3 separate regions of the Mus musculus genome follow, and regions 2 and 3 are each linked to region 1. Evidence: chromatin contacts called from public promoter capture Hi-C data. All regions are on one chromosome and are shown on one strand. Each heading gives the region's core, a stretch centred on a gene start, on an enhancer-like site or on the middle of the called end of the contact. The rest is flanking DNA. Distances are from core to core; before and after follow the strand shown. Region 1 holds the start of Nap1l1 (nucleosome assembly protein 1-like 1). Region 2 has its middle 39 kb from the start of Gm20758. Region 3 has its middle 36 kb from the start of Krr1.

Region 1 (3,695 bases), core at 307-2,806:
TACTGGTAGTTTTAAAATTAAAGGTGCACGCCTTTAATCCCAGCACTTGGGAGGCAGAGGCAGGTGGGTTTCTGAGTTCCAGGCCAGTTTGGTGTACAGAATGAGTTCTAGGACAGCCAGGGCTACACAGAAAAACCCTGTCTGGAAACCACCACCCCCACCCCATCCCGCCCCCCCCAAAAAAATCAAAAAACAAAAAAATGTAAATTTTAGGCACTCCTCTAATCCAAAGTATTCTTTGGATATTAAGTTTGGGAAGGTGTTTTGATGGCGTCTATTTTCAAAAGTGGTAAACTTTATGTTGGCTCTCCTGAAATTAGAGGTGTTGGGAAAGTCTTTAAAACGTTTCTCATTTTGGAATTTAGAGACAGGAGACAGTCTGAAGTAGTTAGCCCTGGAAGATAGCCTGTATGCCTGGTGCATCCTTTTAGTCTGGGAAGCCCTGCCCTCTGGACAGGACCTGTCTCCGCCCTCCCTCCGATGCCACTCCTGAGATCTTTACAGAAATGTGGCGCACTGAGCTTGGTCAGTATATTATTAATGCCTTGTTCCACCCCATGGTCCTTCCACTTCATCCCTAGTGAGAATTCTGGGGGGAGGGAGGGGGTGCTGCCTGAAGGGAAGAACCACGCTGTTGGTCTATTAAACTCGAACCCCACTCCCCACCCCCAACAAGCCAGCCCTTCTTAGTTTTCGTCTCAGAACCATCTGGAGGTTTAAGGAGACTAGGATTAAGTCTCTCCACACAAATATACCCCGGCCACGTTACCCATCGAAGTTCTAACTGTACCTGTGAGACACAAAACAAGATCTTTTGTTAAAAAAAAAAAAAAAAAAAAATAGCTAGGCTGAACGCTTTGCACGTGTTAACCCCTTATAACCCTGGCGGTGGAGGCTGCTCGCCCCTCCATCCTCCCATCCGCTAGCACAGTTCCCTCCAGGAAGACCCAGGGAGCCGGTGAGACCGTGGCGGGACTGGTACTCGTGGCGACCCCTCCTCCTCCTCCAACTCCGACGGAGGTGTCGGGTGGGCCCCGGCAGGGGTCTCCGGCCGCCCGCGGCGCGGTCCCCACGTGCCCCGGCTCCTGCGCGCCGAGGCCGCGCGGCCTGCACAGCCCCTCCCTGCGGGCGGAACTCGCGCGGCCACCGTTCCTTCCATGTCCCCCATCCCCGCGGCCCGCCTCGCCGGGGTTGCCCTCGCGGTGGGCTCCACCGAGGCAGAGGCGGCCGGGCGACCCAGGGCGCCCCGCGGCGTGGCCTCCTCCTCCTCCTCCGCTCTCCCGCGGCCTCGCCGTCCCGCGCGCCCCGCAGCCGCCGGCGCTCCCCGGGGTCCCTCAGGCCGCATGGCCGCTCCGGAGCGCTCACCCCGCGGCCTCAGCCCGACACCTCGCAGGCCCCCGCCACCCGGCCCTCCCGGCCCCCAGCCGTTACCGTTCCAGGAGGCTCGGACGCGGAGCCGGGCGGCGGGAGCTGCGCAGGCAGTGACTCAGGGCGGCGGCAGCGGCGGCGGCGGGAGGAGCAGGAGGCGGCGCCGCGAGCAGATGGCGCTAAAAAAGACCCGAGAGCCCGCCGCTCGCGCTCATATACAATTAGCGTCAGCACGTAGGGCTGCTCCGACGCCCTCCCCCTGGCCTCGGCGTTGCGTAGCAACGGGAGCGGGAGGCGGGCCTGGGCCTTGTTGCCTGGTTACAGAGCCGTCCTTCTTCCCCGGCACCTTAGGCTTCCCGCCTGTGGCGGTCTTGTGCTCGCCATCTCTTCTCCCTTCTACGCTGCGATGGAAATCCCAATCCCACAGCGACGACCCATAGGTCCCGCTCCTGGTTCTCCTTGCCCGCCTGGGTTAGGGACACAGCCTAGTGGCAGGCTTGCAGTATCCTGGCTAGGATTCCCATCCGCATCCAGACCTAATCCCAGCACGCCTCTCCCCTCTCCCCACCCCCTTCTCCTCTGAAACCATTTTCCCACTCTAGCTGAGAACTAACAACTCTTTTCTTGTGACCACCGCGGCAGCGTCTTCGGCTGGTTTTGCTTCTAACTCGGGGCGCCTCTACGCCTTTTAGGGTGTTCCACATCACGTTTACCTGATACACAACCCTTCATCTCTGCTTTAGTTCATTTGATGGAAGTAAAGAGCGTATTTTTGCGTATTACTGCTTTATAATGAAAATAATCAGCATACCAATTTTTCATCTTCCTGAAAAAGTAAATCAACCCTTAAGCTCATGAAATCTTGCAGCTATTTTTCAGTTGACTACAAATCACCTGTTCTGTTAACTATGTTTGGTGCTTTGGGGTTTTGTTTTTTAGGTAGGGCCACAGTGAGGCCCTGCAGGTATCAGATTTTAAATCTTTCAGAGAGTGGCTATGTGCCACAATTTGAGATCGTCAAATCAAACAGCTGTGCTCCAAGTGTGGTCTTTATGGTGGGAGGTTAATCTGTCTATAATACTAAGGCACTGTCTACATTTTACATTCCCATCCTCCCACAAGCCTTCACTGGAGTCTTCCAGACACTACAAGTCGTGAGATAGGGCAACATTGGAAATACAAACAGACAGACAGGAGAATCTGGTTATCTGTTGTGAAATCAGGCATGGAAGAACTTGGCAAAAAGTAGTATGTGCATACAAAAGGCTATGTGCTAGTATTTTAGTGAAAGAATAACTACTCTTTGAGTCCTTTGGATGTAGCTCATTTGGTAAGAGTGCCTGCCTAAGATGCATGAAGGCCCCAGGTTCAAACCACAGCATCACATAGCCCACACATGGCTTCATTTCTGGAGTTGCACCCCTGCAGAGATAGAGGCACAGGGATAAGGAATTTAGGGTCATAGAGAGTTCCAGGTCAGCGCGGAATATTTAAGGCCCTGTAGCAGAAAAAAAAAAAAAATCACTGTTAATTTCCAACAAGATAACTATCAGTATCTGGAATGCACACAAAGGTCTCTGGGGGAAAGTGGAGTGTGGTGTCACACACCAGTTAAGCCAGAACTCTGGAGATAAAGACAGGAGGATTTTCAACTCTACTGCAGCCTGGCTACGTAGTGAGACCCTATCTTAAAGCTAAGCAAAGCTTTTGGACTTGTCAAAGGTTTTTTGGGGGCTTGCTTATTGGTTTGTTTGTTTTTAAAGGAAAGATCCTGGGACATCTATTAGTTTCCCTGAAACTTTAAAATGTCTGTAATTAGCATTAGTCAAGTTGTTCAAGGTCACATGGGAAATCTAGGATCGAATCCAGAACTGTTCAAATGATCACCTCCTTTTGCCAAGTCATGGAATTCACGTTTCGGAAAAAAAAATGTCAAGCCCAGGCCTCCATCATGAAATGAGTTGTGTGGCAGCCAATATCAATACAGCAGCACCTAGGAGAAAAACCTGGGTGTGTCTGTGAGGGCGTCTCTAACTTGTGCTCGTTGAAGTGGGAAGTTCCTCTTTTGGGTTGGTGACATCCATGCATGGGCTGTCTTGAACTGAATAGGAAAGAGAACGCAAGCGGAACACCAACATGAACTGCCTTTTAGCTCTTGATTAGATGCAATGTGGTGAGTGTCACCATGTTGTCCCCGATGGGAAAGACAGATTGCACCCTCCAACTCTGAGCCACGGCAAATCCTTCCTTCCTAACGTTCTCTCAATTAGGCATGCTTTCACCGCCATTTAAAAAAGGAAAGCAAGTTGGGACCGAGTATTTTGTCA
Region 2 (3,476 bases), core at 278-2,777, 440 kb before region 1:
AGAATAAGTAAGTTTTTATGTAGGGTTACAGATATATATCTGTATCAGATTCCAATCTCCATTCTCACAATTTGGGATTTGATATTAAGCCAAACCACTAAGATCTGAATCGGTGGTAAGTGCTTGATCTAACCGGCACTGTTTGCCGCTGGCACTCCTTTTGCCAAAGCTTCTTTGGCTAGATAATCCTCTTTAATTTACTGCATTAGCATAGTTAATTAGACTATTGACAATCCTTGAGGCTAAAGAACCATTCTTTTTTTAAGGTTTCCTGAAGTATGTTTGTGTTTAACTGCTGTGTGTTTACCTTCAGAGCAAAGGCATTTATTTTATCCAAAATGAGTGATGTGGCTTGGAGGTGACCTGACTCTATAGGCTCATGGATTTGTATGTTTGAATACCTGGCCTGCAATTAATGGGCATTGTTTTAGGAGGTTACAGAACCTTTGTGACATGGGACATTACTGGTGGACACAGGCCACCAAGATTGGGCCTTGAGGATTGTAAGACTCTGCTTCCAGTCCCAAGTTTTTTGTGACTTCACCCAGGACATGAGAGGAACTCTGACATCACATCCTGTCAGCCTAGAGTAGGTGTCCCAACTGCCTTCCCTTCTATAAACTGACGGATGTGCCAGAAAACCATGAGCCGAAGTAAATCTATTCTCCCTTACATGTTTCAGTCAGAGTGGTGAGGGAGGCTGGCCCAGAGGATGGAAGAACCTGTCAGGGCTTTGGCTACACCACCTGGGTGGTTCCATATGCAAATGAGTCTAGTTGACACAATTGTCTTTTAATCTGTGCCTCACTGAGGAAAATTTCAGGCAGCTCATTTGTGGCAGAAAACTCATTCTCAAAGGCCGAGAACCTTCTTCTCAGTCATGGTACACAATTCAAAACGGAAGCCCCCCAACCATTTAAATATGATTGTAGCCTGGAAGGCTCAACTTCATTGTAGTCTGTCTGTGAAAGCACAGACAAATTTGCAGTCATTTTAAGACGGTGACGACAGGTGGCTTTCCAGATTTGCTCAAAAAGAGGACAGCATCCTGTGACTGCAAACTTGCACAGAGGAGATGGGTTCTATGGAAGGGAAGTAAAGGGCACACAAGAGAAACGCTACTTTTGAACCTGTTGGAAATATCAGGAAACGCTTAAGGGTCGTCAGTGCCGCTGCCGTGAGGAAGACTATAATCCACCACAGGAAGACTATAATCCACCACGTGAGGATTTTCTCAACAGCAGAGAAACGCAGCAGATCCTAATCAGGAGTACACTATCCGTGCTGGAAAGATGAATGAGAGATAATTACTTATAGCCAATCACTGCTTTTCTAGTGATGAGATAAGGAACTTCATTGAACCAAATTAGCATCGTCTTCAGCTTAGAAGAAACCGAGGCAGAACATACATAGAGGGAACGAACCAGAGGCGAAGAGAGTCGGGCCCACAGGTGCCATAAACACTGTCTGGCGAGACTCATGCTGGAAGAAGCTCACCCCAAACAGCCTCGCCTTTATTCTCCGTTGGGGAAATTCCCAAGTGGAATTTCTCCATGAGGGCACTTTCTATACAAATGCAAAATACCACGCAGTGGGGTGGGGTTGAGGTGGGGTGGGGTTGGGTAAAACACTAAGCAGCTGCCAGACAGCTCCTTAGTAAGAAATCATTTCAACAACAGTTGTGTGGCAAAGATCTCCACATTGGTGGGGGTGGGGTCCTATAGTAGCCGGTGCAGAGAGCAATCTAGGGGAGAATCCTTGTGTTCGGATATTGGGGTTTAGTTGTGGAAAGCCATTAATCAAATCGTCCCTAGATGAGGATGTAGTTACAGATGGTGATATAAAAAGCAATGTGCAGGAAAAGCGGGGTTTAAGAAGCATATGGCTTCATCTAGCACGAGGCCTCCGAGAGCCTCTGAGGGCGTGGCCACTGAGGTCAATGTGGATAGATGCGCGGGAGAGAGTGATGTGAAGACCAGGAAAACAGACTCGTTCTGAGCAAGGTAAGAGTATATCCAATACCCACTAAAATACAGTCTCCGTTCCATGGAAGATACAGGGTGCTGTAAATGTTTCACCATGAGTGACGCTTGAGAACGTTCTGCTAAGTAAAGGAGGTCAGAGAGACGCAAAAAATATGTCACTTACATGAAATGTCTATGTTAGGAAACTCCACAGATGTTTAAAAAAAAAAAACAACCACCAAAAATACTACCACCAACAGCAACAACAACAAATACTCAACACTGCCAGGAAACAAAAAGATAGACGATAAATAAATAAATAAATAAATAAATAGCTTGTTTGTATGATTAGTTGGTATTCTGCCTTGCACCGCATGCACATGCGCACTGGCCACCAGCCGCTGCCTGCTGTCATGCTGGCTTTGTCTCTCCTGGTCCCCTGTTGTTTTGGCCATCCTTCCACACTGCTGCCTTTCAGTTCCTGGAAGAGACCGGGCTCACTCTGCCAAAAGGAAGACCTTTGAACATACTGCTTATTTTTTAAAAATGTACTCAAATACCAAAACATACAACTTACTTTTTAAAGCATTTTAAATCAGACACCTCAATCATATTTCCGTATATTCCCAATTGTTGCCTAAACAACGGAGTCACAGTTACCAGGCCCTGGGGATGGGGGAATGAGATAGATCTATATATGGAACATAGACTATGGTTATGAAAGAGTAGTAAACTCAGTGCTCCAAGGTATGCTAATCATGAAGCAGATAGTGACATTCTTCCACCCACCCACTTCCTGAGTTCAAGGAGTATTCATTCAAAGAAAGTCACCCTGACCATTACCGGAAGCTGCAATGCAAATGTGCTATTGTTAGGGGCTCTTAGAAACTGTCTTGAGAGTTAACAATTACCACGTATTCCTTGTGACACCTGTGACTTTGTACTTCCTTGTGACTCTTATCTGGTATTTTTGGTATTTTCCAACAACGCCCTTCCCACCTCCTTGAGTTGTGGTTCTTTCCTTTAAATACCCCCTTACTCAGCTACTCAGGGCGCCACGGTCCTCTACCCCTGCGTGGTGTATGACCATGGGCCCAAGAGCGCTCTTGAATAAAAATCCTCTTGCAATTTGCAGCAAGACCGTTTCTTGTGGGTGATTTTGGGGTGTCGCCTCTCCTGAGTCAGAATGTGGGGGAGTCCTCACGTTGTGAGTCTTTCAGTTAGACCTATATATGGAAGTGCTGAGTGTTAGCATACTGTCTAAGCTCCACCCACAATTACCTAGCAACAGCCAAGTAGGTCTGACCCACTATAAAAGGGGCTGTTTGCCCCTTTCTCCCCTCTTGCTCTCTTGTCTTCTTACTACTGCTCTCTTCCCATTCCCTCCCCACCCCCCACGTGCCCATGGCAGGTCTCTTCTCCCCCCACCCCCACTGCCTTTTTCTGCCTCTACTACCCTCTTAACTCCCCTTCCCATGCCCTAAATTAACTCTATTCTATACTATACCATGG
Region 3 (3,846 bases), core at 666-3,165, 460 kb before region 1:
TCTATATCTACATCTACATCTACATCTACATCTACATCTACATCTACATCTACATCTACATATACATCATATACATCATATACATCATATATATCATAAACATCTACATCATCTACATCATATATATCAATCATATACATGATATACATCTTATACATATATACACACATATATACATACAACATATGCAACATACACATCATATACATGTACATTACATATACATATTTATATTCACACGCATACACACACATATTTGTTTGCCTCTATATTTTTAGCATGGTCAGTATCTCAAAAGCCCCAAAGTGGAACAATTTCCCAATACAAGCTAATAAAAATTAAATTCAACATACCACATGGAGACAAGGGTTAAAAAACGGACATGGAAAGACTAAGATATATTTAGGCTGGGCAAACAAAGAAACTCTTCATCTGTGTGAATCGGGAATCTAGTGGATCTACTTGATACTAATATATATTGAGCACCGACTAATACTAAGATGTTTGCCTAAATTCCATTTCTTTTTTCCCCTCCTCTTCTCTTCCCTTCCCTCCTGACTGCCTCCCAGCCTGGAAGAAAGTCAGGCCTGTGACACTTAGAAAGCAAGCACCAACCACTGAACTATCCTCTCAGTCCTTTAAAAAAAAAAAGAGGTTTGTTTTTTTTTTTTTTTTTTTTTGAGATGATGTCTTACTAGTTGCCTGCTGCATTTTGTACAGTTTTGCCTTGAACGTACTTTGTAGTTCTGGCAGGCCCTGCCCCTGTGATTCCTCCTACCTCTGCCTCCACAATAGCTGGAATTATAGCCCTGGGACATTAGGCTTGGCCTCTTGGACAACTTTCTTACTTATTCTGCATAGTATTCTTGTAAAATCATACGGTTATTGCCCTTCTATAATATATACACAAACAGGAAGAGAGGAAAAACGATGTTTTCAGTGGGAAGGCAGGGGTTACCTCTAATTTGTTTGGATAATAACTGATGTTTTTCAGCAAAAGGTACATGCTAGCAGCCCTCAGCATGAGGCTTTAGCAACTCACAAAGCTGCTTAAACCTTAGGCTTGAAAGTGCAATGAACTGAATTCTCAATTAGAGGCTAGGAACATGCTGGGTTTGGTAGCATCAGCCTATACATCCCCAGCTACTCTCAGTGGGCTGAGGCAGGAGAATCACAAATTTAAGATCAGCCTGGGCAATTTAGTGACACCTCATCTCAAAATAAAAAGTGGAAAGAGAGAGCAGTAGACAGCTCAGCTTAGAGCATTTGCCTAGTATGCAAGAATGTAGCATTTGCCTAGCGTCTAGCTTCCAATCTCTGTCCCTCTGTCTCTGTCTCTGTCTCTGTGTCTGTCTTTCTATTTCTCTCTGTGTGTCTCTGTCTCAATTCACATTCCAAACACACACACACACACACACACACACACACACACACACACACACACACACTGATACACACACACTGATACACACACGTGTAAATATCATCCAAAGGAAGTACATTCCAAACATTGAAATAAGGGCCTTCGGCTTGACCGTCTTAGAACTAAATTCTAAGAAGGCATGTCCTCACTTCTCGGGTCCCTATGTTGTTTATTTCCCATGGACTTATCTCACTTTCATCCGTGATTTTTCAATTTCTGAAGAAATAAATAGACTTTGGTAAGACCAAATGCTGTTCTAGCCATTTCCTAAATTCCCCACAGTTGTTCTGGGAAGAGTGGGCTCAAGTCCCCTGCTGCCTGTCAGAATGATTAATTAGACTTCATTTCCTGCTGACGTGTCCACCGTCCTTTTCTTACCCCCAATGACTAATAACACTTCTACAAAAGTCCAAACAAATGGCCACAGTATCTAGTGTTTATTTTTGGAAGCTTTTCCCCAGCCAAAATGCACTGAACCTCTCACGAATGGCAGTTTAGAAATTCCTGGCTAGGATTCCTGCCCTGAACAGCCGCACTTGATATGGCTAGATGGCCCGTTGACTGGCACCCTGGGTGGCATCGTGCCAGTATGAGAGTTGTCAAGCTATCTAAATCAAGAATAGGCCCCGAGCTGTGACAAATCCAGATGGGCAGCCTGCTCAGCGACCCGGCGAGGGGCCCTATCTTCTTCAGGAAGTATCCCTGTGCCAGCACAAGAGCATTCATGCCACATGTCTTTCTCTCCACTTGACATCTGCGGACACTCTGAAGAGTATGTGACAAAAGAGGAAGAGAGCAAGAGTGGAAAGGAAGACAGGAGGCTTTCTGGGTGGGGCTAGCAGGGCAGAGACAGAGGTATTGCAGCAGAGGCTCCACATCCATTAGGAACGGGATCTCACTGGCTAGTTAGCCCGTGATGTCAGGATTAGCAGATACCTCATTTCCAGGCCAGTGATAGCAAAACTGGAGGGAAAGAAAAGGTCAGTCAGGAATGGGTTTGTCAAACTGTTTCTAGTTGTGCCAGAGCTTCCCCCACATTTACAGCCATTGCTCAACATATCACATGGCTACCAAGTGAATCCTTAGGATAGGAGAGAGCCACGACCCAAGACACTGGTCCAGAGAAAGAAGTTTAGATGTGTCCTGAACCCAGAACCTGGCAAACTCAGGAGCAGAGGAATAGTTGCTGTTTAGAGAGTTCCAGACATCCAGACAAGCTTGGCATGGCTTTTGCCGATTCATCAGTCAAGCGGAGATGCCTAGTGTTCTAAATATGTGTGTGCACATGGGAGGACTTCCAATTCAACATCTGTGGGGCTGTGACACGGTCTTGTGGCTAATTTAAGGCTTGGGGAGGTTAACATGGGTCCCAGGATCATTCTACACATAATCCCATCTGTAAATTGAGAACTAGATTAAAATACGCCTCAACTGAGACGGTCTAAGCTAAGTGCTGTGGTTAACCCATGGGAATTATTGTGTCCCTTTGCAATCAACTCCTGGATGCGAGTGGACTGTCACACTGATCTTCATCACTGGGACTTCTGAAAAGTCATAAAATACAAACATAAAGCACCATAGGTCAGGGGACTCTAGTGTTGGTATCACAATTTTGTGTGTATGGTGCATGTGTGTGTCTGCATGTGTGTGTCTCTGTGTGTCTCTCTCTGTGTGTCTATGTGCATGTGAGTGTCTTAGTATGTGTATATCTATATGTGTGTCTATGTATGTGTATATTTGTGTGTGTATATTTGTGTGTGTGTGTGTGTGTGTGTGTGTGTGTGTGTGTGCATGTGCATGTGTGCATAGCTAAAGATCAAACCCAGGGCCTTCTGCCTTTTCCCAAGTCCTGATAAATGTTTGTCTTAAAACAAACTTATGTGTGCCACAGTATAATAATCTCATGCTCAGAGGAAACTAAGGCTCAGAGAATTAAAGAACTCTCTAGTCACTGGTCTTTGGGAAATTTGCCAAGGTAACATAGCAACCATGAAGAAATACACAGTGAATCAATATGGCTTTGGAGAAAACAAAAACAACACAGTGATTTTAAAAGCGAATGATGAGGGGTGGCTTAGTGGGTAAAGGGCCTGCCGCCAAGCCCAGTGACCTCTGGATGCAACCAATTTAAGTTTAACCAGACTAGCTTACAAATAAATGAGACTTAGACTAAGGTTATTTTATTTGGCTTTGACAATTACTGAGGGTCACCCCTAATCTACTACTCTTCTTCTTCTCCTTCTTCTTCTTCTTCTTCTTCTTCTTCTTCTTCTTCTTCTTCTTCTTCTTCTTCTTCTTCTTCTTCTTCTTCTTCTTCTTCTTCTTCTTCTTCTTCTTCTTCTTCTTCTTCTTCTTTTGAGACAGGGTTTCTCTGTGTAGCCCTGGCTGTCCGGGAACTCACTATGTAGACCAGGCTGGGCTTG

Evidence for each region. Promoter capture Hi-C pulls out the DNA fragments that hold promoters and counts their contacts.
Region 2: a promoter capture Hi-C map of pre-B cells shows a contact between it and region 1. The contact joins the enhancer-like site here to the promoter of Nap1l1 in region 1. A contact is called at or near these places in 11 of 39 promoter capture datasets (the C10 cell line, the HPC-7 cell line, cranial neural crest and 8 more), 1 of 484 Hi-C or Micro-C datasets (bone marrow-derived macrophages), 10 of 115 datasets of contacts at active chromatin or transcription factors (the 230-238 cell line, Th17 cells, embryonic basal ganglia and 7 more) and 3 of 9 other capture datasets (adipose tissue, liver and macrophages).
Region 3: a promoter capture Hi-C map of the HPC-7 cell line shows a contact between it and region 1. The contact joins the enhancer-like site here to the promoter of Nap1l1 in region 1. A contact is called at or near these places in 11 of 39 promoter capture datasets (the C10 cell line, the HPC-7 cell line, cranial neural crest and 8 more), 1 of 15 datasets of contacts at CTCF or cohesin (the NIH/3T3 cell line), 2 of 484 Hi-C or Micro-C datasets (both in bone marrow-derived macrophages), 14 of 115 datasets of contacts at active chromatin or transcription factors (the 230-238 cell line, Th17 cells, embryonic basal ganglia and 8 more) and 4 of 9 other capture datasets (adipose tissue, liver, macrophages and 1 more).

What each region holds. Positions count from the first base shown.
Region 1 is chr10:111,471,088-111,474,782 of GRCm38.p6, reverse strand. Nap1l1 (nucleosome assembly protein 1-like 1) reads right to left here and starts at 1,556. Exons shown (of 16, transcript NM_015781.5): 1 at 1,432-1,556.
Region 2 is chr10:111,911,687-111,915,162 of GRCm38.p6, reverse strand. No RefSeq gene overlaps it. Among named protein-coding and RNA genes, the nearest start is that of Gm20758, 39 kb to the right of the region's middle. Within about 2 kb of position 1,527, at least 13 of the 459 cell types and tissues checked have an H3K27ac peak or open chromatin away from gene starts, as enhancers often do. A contact at or near this core is called in embryonic stem cells and pre-B cells, where this site is marked.
Region 3 is chr10:111,935,015-111,938,860 of GRCm38.p6, reverse strand. No RefSeq gene overlaps it. Among named protein-coding and RNA genes, the nearest start is that of Krr1, 36 kb to the left of the region's middle. Within about 2 kb of position 1,915, at least 66 of the 459 cell types and tissues checked have an H3K27ac peak or open chromatin away from gene starts, as enhancers often do. A contact at or near this core is called in the HPC-7 cell line, the NIH/3T3 cell line, adipose tissue and 2 more, where this site is marked.